Linked DNA regions of Mus musculus: region 2 is linked to region 1. The links are chromatin contacts, called in public Hi-C maps. All regions are on one chromosome and are shown on one strand. Each heading gives the region's core, a stretch centred on a gene start, on an enhancer-like site or on the middle of the called end of the contact. The rest is flanking DNA. Distances are from core to core; before and after follow the strand shown.

Region 1 (3,999 bases), core at 573-3,072:
TTTGACTAAGGTATACAATCACTGGGCCACAGGATAAGCATATACTTGTTTTTAGCCAATAGGTAAATCATTTTCCAAAGCCACTGATCCATTTTATGCTCTCTTGAACAGTTCATGAGAGCCCATATCTTCTTCTGATGGTCTCTGAATTCAGGCAAGGCCTGGTTTAGATTTAGATTAAGAATTTGCCCCCTGTAGCTCTGGAATATTGATATGATGATTTAATCTCTTTCTTTATATATAAAATTGTGCTTCCCACTGTATTGCACTATCAGGGACTATTCTGACATGCTACATTCTGACATGCATTCTTCTCATATACCCAACATCATGTACTTTTCCTCATCATACTCACAGTGGGCAGCTTAAGACATGATCCCCTGTTGCAAAAAATTTTTAATCCCAATCCAGGGTTTTTCCCCTACCTTAGACAATTTAGTTCATGGATAAAAGATATATACAACCTTTATATTTACAATAAGCTTTAAACAGCATAAGAACTGGCCAGATATTTGCTTTCATTGCTATTAGAATCTATTTTTTCTATCGACAACTCCAAATCATTACTTATTACTGACTATGTTTCATCTGGGCTGCTCTTAATTCCAGTTGTCCAGCCGTCAAGGCCATGTTTTATGGTTCACTTAACCTGTGGTGGCTTCTCCTTCTTCCTCAACCTTCCTCTTCTTCATTCCTGTCTGACCCCAAGCCTGGGAAACTTAAACCCCATCTGTGTCTCTTCTGTCCAGCTATTGGCTGTCAGTACCTTTATTTATCAATCAGAAATAATGTGGGAACAGGGTCACTTAATGTCTATGTGCAGACTCTCTCATCTCTGGGGCAATCAGTCTTGGAGACCCCAGCATTAGAATACAAGCAGCACCAGGCCAACCCACTATAATGCACTGTGCAAGGAGTGGTGTCGTATGTGTGACATTCACTATAAGCATTATATACACACAAAAATCCATGTCATTAAGGAAAATTTATTTCTATTTCAATTTTCCTTAATCCCAGTGACATCAAATATGCAGTCTCAGTTTGGTGTCTGTACAATATATTTTGAATAGATTCATAGACTAATTTTTTTCTCTTGTATCTTCTCTCTCCTGCTCAATCTCCTCCTTTCAGTTAGTCCTTTTCTTATCCGCCACCACCCCCCCCCCGTGTGTGTGTGTGTGTGAGTGAGAGCTCAGCATAATGTCTACATCACTGAAGAAAACAACTCTTCTCCTGATAATCCAGTTAACTGCCAATAGTCCAATTTCAAAGGGAAATGGGACTCATGAAACAGTTTTACCTCCATGATGGATGGAATGGAATATTGACCTACACAGTCTTGTACTTGTCTCATGCCAGAAACTGACACAAGAAAGACATGAACACAGGATCTTAGCCTTTTATAAGAAACATTATCTAGAAATAATTTAATACGCCTTGATTATTAAATTTTTCTGGTGTGTGGAATTGATGGCAAATTATAAACAATAAATGACTTATAGCTAAAAATCAAAGTTGCCTGAAGGAAAAAAAACACATCAAAATAATGGTTCTGGAAGAATCTGGATATGGCCCAAACACAGAATAATTTTTATCTAAAATTTGGAAAATGCTGCCTCACAGGGAGTTTGGCACAGACTTCAAATGCCTCTTCAGAAATGACAGAACCAAGGTGTTTGCCACTGAACCTGTGTAGAGTGAGATGAAACACTGGTATCTCTAAGTTAATGAAGCAGCCTACAGTCTGAATTTAGCTATGCAATCCAGACTGTTGGCTCCTGATCTTTCCAGGATGTAATTAATCCTAGAGAAGATTGGATATCTTTTCCTCTCTACTTACACAACTAATCTATGTTCACTGACAGAAAAAAAGAAAATAACCATGAAGATAAACCTAAAGAGGGAAAAGTGTTGCCCCAGTCCCACCAGCTGTGCACGATCCTGGCTCAGATCATGGCATATCCATGCATTTATCATCCATTCATGATTATCTGCCCATCCATTCATCTCCTGAGTTGCTCATTCATGTCTTCACTGAGGAGTCATTCCCATCATTGGTGAGTAGTAGTCAAGCATCTACTGTGGTCAGGTACCATTTGAGGTGAACAGAAGCATCTCTCTCCAGGGTCTTCTGTGTCCTTTCTCTCTCTCTCTCTCTCTCTCTCTCTTTCTCTCTCTCTCTCTCTCTGCATGTGCATGGATATAAAACTGTGTAAATGCTATCACAAACAATATAATACAACTGTCTTACCTGGAGTTAAGTTTAGTATATCATAAATATCTTTTATGTCAATGCACAGATCTGCACTATCCACTTTAACACTTGAAGACTATTTGATCAAAGTATGATTTTATAGATGCATTCAGTAACTTCCTTTCCAGCTTGGAATGGGTATTGTGTTTATGCAAAGCTTTATTTTACTTACAATCCTTGTGTCCAGTTCCAGTTTCATGGTTGGCTGATAATGTAGTTGTGCTTAAGCCATTTTTACCACTTTGACCGGCCATAACCTTATCTGTCTAATAGGACCAGTGCAATAATCGGTCTCATAGAATGTCTCTAAGGAGCAAGCCTCTTGGTCTATTAAACAAGAATACATTAAGCACTGAACAACATTATGTGATGGTGCTAGCCTTGATAATGCTGCTGCTGCTGTTCATTCTCTCATGAAGCTTTATTAGTTATACCTATTTCTATGAATGGTTTGATTCTGATTCTTGTTGTGCTGCTACCATCTTCTCCTCAGTGGTTACTATAAAGTTGTCACTTCATAAATGTGGTCAATGGACATTGGATGAGTAAGTCCTGACACCAGTGCAATGAAAACTTGGATGAATGAAAAAAGAAGTGCTAGCACTGATTAGCAAGCATGACTAACTGGCCTGCAAGCCAGAGGCTAACTACAGGCTTAGTGTGACACAGGATGTTCTTCTTGTGTGAGACACTAGCAAATACTCACCCAAACAGGAAACTGATGAGAATCTGAAGTAAGGACACCACCAGAGTCCCCCTTGGTGAAGCAATAGATTTTATTGGTGTTACTTACAGTGTGTCAGGGACTCATAGAAGTAGGGATGACTCAAGATAGCTTTTTGCATTTTCAAAGGTCCACCCCAGCAAGACAAGCTTTTCAAGCTCATGACAGCCTGTAAACTGCCTGCCAGGTTGTCTGGCTACTCAGCTGCTCTGGGTAAATCCTGTAGTCCTTTCTGTTATACAACCTTGGGGAGGGAAGAGCCTAGTGAATCTCACCAATTTCAGAGACTTCTTGAAGCTTTTAAGTTATTTACTTCTTGAATTTTAATGTGCTGTTCTGCAGGGTGGACTGTTTCTCCTTCCTTTAAAACATCCTGTGTCTTAAGAAACTTCCCTCTAGGGTGGAATGTTTTATATCAAAAGGAATGCTATACAGCAGTTCGAGTATTCAAGGCCAAAGGCTTCTGTCCTAAGGCAACTTACACTTTACAGACCCCAATTCAACTTCATGGTAACCTCATCAGAACGTAGACAGCATGTAAGAGTTCCCTTGGTGGGTCAGAATCACACAACAATGCTGTAGTTTCTACTTTATGGAGGCAGAGTTTTTGGTGAACTACATTGGGGCTAGCCAAACATGTCCATAGTAAAGATGGCTTTGACCTTTCAAAAAAGAGCTGAGCGTTACCCAATAAGCTCCTATACTGTACATCTTGTTTGTTGAGGGATGACAGAATCAGTACCAACTGCCAACTGTTTTAGAATCAATAAGAATTGGCTTAAATTGTGATTTTTTTTTGTAATCTATTGGCACTGTGATTTGGGAAGATAACACCTCACAGCCTTACTTTCTGTATTTGGAAAATGGAGACTGAGATGCTTGCTTGTTGAATTGTGAGATTAAATAAGACAAACATGCAAACAGCTTAGTAAATGACCTAGAGAGCCAAGCAAGTGCATAGGAGTTGCATATTTGTGTGTCTTCTTTCTGCTGACATTCTGGTGTGAAACCTCCTTGTGAG
Region 2 (3,999 bases), core at 1,008-3,507, 50 kb before region 1:
GGTTGCTCTGGACACTTGATGTTCTACAGCTGTGTGAGATTCAGCCTTAGCTGAGGGCGGGCCTTTGAAGGTGGCTATGTGTGCACCTCTATTCAGGTTCTATGCCCTGGAGAGGCACTAAGGCCTCTCCTCTGTAGGAAAACTCTTTGAAGTGGCAGCATTTCCTGTTGCCTACCCATCCTCTCCCTCTCAGACATGTTTCCTCCTGTAGCTCTTGCATTTTACAGCATAGAATTTAATACCTTCACCATTTAGGGTCTGGATTCCCCCACTAAAATATGGGCTCTCCCATTTTGCTCATTGTTCAACCTATAGCCCTTGTTACAGGGTAGGCACTGAACAAATATCAATGGGGCAGATACTGAAATAATTGATGGTTCAGGTGCGGGGCTGCTTCAGATGAAGAACAGACATGTAGGAAATGCCTCTCCTTCTTGATAAAGTAAGTAAAGGCTTCTAGAAGCTGGCTTGTTTTTAGCAAGAGGAGACAGTACACAGTTCATACTGCGGAGCAAAAATGTGGCAGAGTCACTTGACTGTTTTCTGCCTTAGATTTTTCTTCCAGGCAAAGTTGGAACTTCTAACCAAAGCTCATGACTTTGGCTTGTCTCTATGTGAACTGAAGAGGCCCTTGGCAAGAAGCCTGGAACCTGTCAAAGTGATAGACAGGCTCAGCACTTCTTCCCTGGGCAGAGACTAGAGGCTGAATTTGAGTCCTCTGTTCAGTTCTTTGGTGAAATGATGCCACTTTGTATGGTGCCTGCAGGCAGCTTTGTAGGAGGGCAAACTGGTTCTCTTTTGTTTCCCTGCCCCTGGCAACAACATATTGAAGGGCTAGCATATATTCATGTGCTACATGCCTTCAGAACAATTGTGTGGTATGAGGACCTTGGAGCCGGAGCCATTCTTATCTGATTGCAGCTGAATGATGCTAGGTTGTTTAAAGACTCATTTCATTTTAGTGATGGCGAGAGATCACTTTAAATGCTAACCTAGGCCAGGCTATTTCTCAGAAACATCTAGGTATGTCGGCCTGAGAAACTCATAGTCAGTTGTTCTTAGCCCCAAGGGAGTTGCGCTATAAATAGAATGTTTGCATTTGTCCAAAATTTATGTTAAATCTTAATGTTTAATGAAATGCTAATTGGAGGTGTGGCTTTTGGGAGGGGTGACTGAGTCAGTCATGAGAACTAACTTAGAAGGGGATTCATTCTCCACCAAAAAACCAAAACCAAAACCAAACCAAAACAAAACAAAAAAGAAAACCAAGCCAAGGCAACAACAACAACAAAAGCACTCAGGGAAGTTGACTCGCTTGCTTCCTTCTTTCCTGTGAGAACACAGTAAAGAACCACTATGAGGTGCCCACTCACCAGCTAGAGCGTTGCCAGAGTGTTGTTTTCTGGTCTCAGGCTTCCTACTCCCCATACAAGGGATAAATATATTCCTATTGTTCAACAGCTTCCTAGTTTATTAGAATTTTTTGTATCCACCCCAAAGGGCAAAACATGTTAACACAGAGTTGGTTCAAAGACCTTGTGTTTGATGATGCTGGCATATACAATAGTATAATTATACAAAACATAAAGTTTATAACAGTCAATGCTAGGAGATTCTAGAAATGCACACAAATCTCCATGGAGAATTTCTCACTGTATTGAGGGCCACACCTTATTCTTGCTTCTAAAAAGGAAACGAACACCTCAAATGCTGGCCCACTGTCCACAGCACACAAGATGGAGCTGGAGCTTCCTTTTGTAGTGCCCCCAGTTGGGCCTTCCACCATGGCACTATGCCCTGTATCTAAATAGAAAGAAACTCAAAATGCATCTTTATCCTAGGGCCCAAGGGCCAGCTGTGAGGAGATAAGGACTGGGGAAGAGATGCCTGGTTGGATTTAGGTTTTATATAAATAAGGAATGATTCCAATATAAATATATCTCGTATAACATTTGGAACCCACTGGCCTCAAAATTTTTTTTTTGGTTATTCAAAACTAACGGAGCACAGTGTGCATTTTCCTTGCTAAGTCTAAGGACATGAGCATTTGTCCCCATTGTCTTCAGATCAGCTGTTATCCCCCATGTTCTATTTAAATGAAAAACCCAAAGTCTTAAAAGGCTCAGCTCATGGTAACAAGGATTTGACGGTGGACGGCTTTAATTCATCTTTTGCTGGAGACAAAGCTGATCTGTCTCATTCAGTGACAGCCACAGAAGCAATTTCCTTCCTCCCCCTCCACTCTATTCATTCACAGAGAACAGTGAGGGACCATTCCCAGGATGTTTGCCTGAAAGCCTGATGGTAGCCTGCTGAGTTCCTCAGGGCAAGTGCTGATGCAGGCTCCCCGTTGTCCCAATCTTTCCTGGAGCTATTGGGGACAGCCAGCAGCACTGAGGATGATGAGACCCACTTCCTCATCTACATGGTAACTGGAGAGGTTTTACAGTTTTCTTTCTGTTAATTGCTAACAAGCAGTAGCACCAAACATGTTACTGTCCAGGGAGGGCTTCAGGCTCCTGCTTCTCAGAGTCCCCTTCAAGCAAAGGCACTTAAGTGCACTCTAGAGAACCCTCATATACAAACGAAAGTTCTTTTTATAATAACCACATACACAGCTTTTCTAGTTTATAGATTTTGTAAATGTTGAGGATTCCGTGCATTGATTTTCTTTTAAAGCAAAACGTGTTGTATGTCACTAATGTCTTACTCTCATTTTCCCTCCCTCAGTCCCTCCCCCGCCTCAGTTCCCTCCTCTTCCTCCTTTGCTAGCTCACAGCGGGGTTACTCTCTTTGGAAAACCTTTTTATTGACTGTCTGTAATATTCACATCATGCACCCCAGTGCCACTCATCTCCCTGCCCCCTCATATCTATCCTCCATCCTCACAGCCCCCCCCCCCCAAATAATATCACACACACACACACACACACACACAGAGAGAGAGAGAGAGAGAGAGAGAGAGAGAGAGAGAGAGAGAATAAACAAAAAATGAAACAAAGAAAACATCTCTTCATGGAAGCATAGTAGTTTGTCACAGTGTGTCCCACAGTATACTCCTCTGTCCACACATCTTCGCGTACAAGTGTTCCTTGCAATGAGTCATTGGTCTGGCTACAGGTCTCTGGCTTCTGTGACACCATCAATATTGGGTCCTCCCGGGGAAGCCTCCTTGTTGTCCTGTGCCCTGTGCCACGGAGACCTGCAGCAGCTTTGGATCAGCAGGACTGTCCCTTTCATGCATCTCAACAGTTCACAGATGATGTAGATTTGGGGATGGGCCAACTCAAAGCTCTGGATCTGGACCTGGGTGCTACTGAGCTTGTCAGCCCCCTGGCTCTCCCTTATCCATACCACCAGGGCAAGCTCTCCAGCACTAGAACAGATTCAGATCATAGTTTAAAACTGGAGAATTGTAGGTGGAACGCCAACAATACGTACTAAGTGGACTTTTTCAGATTATGTGCTGTAATTGGTCAGAGGTTCTACTTGTAGCCAGAGTTGAGGACCTTTAGCCTAGAGGTGAAAAATGGAACAGCCAAACTGAAGGATCCTCACTCCAGCTTTGTAGCTTGAAATGTATCCTTTAGGGACATTTAGAGATCTAGCCTAGTAGAAAGTGTTTGGCACACAGAAAGTCCTCAGTTGGGTCCATGGCACACATGGAACTGGCCTGTAATCTCTGCACCCTGGATGGTCAACGGTTTGAAGTTGTCATGGTAACATAGTTAAGTTGAGGTCAGCTTCTGCTACCTAAGACCATATTTAAAAACATACATCTTTTATTGTTCTACTGGTTACCAACAACTGAAGCTCGGCCTTTTCAGCCACAATATGGTCATCATAAAGAATGCCATCTAAACTGTGAGGGTTGAACAAGTTTACATAAGGCTCATCTTTGGCCTAATAGTAATCATTTATTAATGCTGTTTTTATTTTAAATTGGCCTACTGCCTGTGCTTGTCAATAAAGTTTTATTGGAATACAGCCATTCCCATT

The links. A called contact is a pair of places that touch in the nucleus more often than the background predicts.
Region 2: a Hi-C map of trophoblast stem cells shows a contact between it and region 1, with 1.8 times the contacts expected there. The contact joins the enhancer-like site here to the promoter of 4930414F18Rik in region 1. A contact is called at or near these places in 4 of 484 Hi-C or Micro-C datasets (the HL-1 cell line, embryonic stem cells and trophoblast stem cells), 2 of 115 datasets of contacts at active chromatin or transcription factors (embryonic fibroblasts and embryonic stem cells) and 1 of 9 other capture datasets (embryonic stem cells).

Annotation. Positions count from the first base shown.
Region 1 is chr16:12,832,765-12,836,763 of GRCm38.p6, reverse strand. 4930414F18Rik (a long non-coding RNA gene) reads left to right here and starts at 1,822. Exons shown (of 3, transcript XR_875912.3): 1 at 1,822-2,057. The region is part of intron 3 of 1700003L19Rik (RIKEN cDNA 1700003L19 gene); the gene reads right to left.
Region 2 is chr16:12,883,014-12,887,012 of GRCm38.p6, reverse strand. No RefSeq gene overlaps it. Among named protein-coding and RNA genes, the nearest start is that of 4930414F18Rik, 50 kb to the right of the region's middle. Within about 2 kb of position 2,257, at least 17 of the 459 cell types and tissues checked have an H3K27ac peak or open chromatin away from gene starts, as enhancers often do. A contact at or near this core is called in trophoblast stem cells, where this site is marked.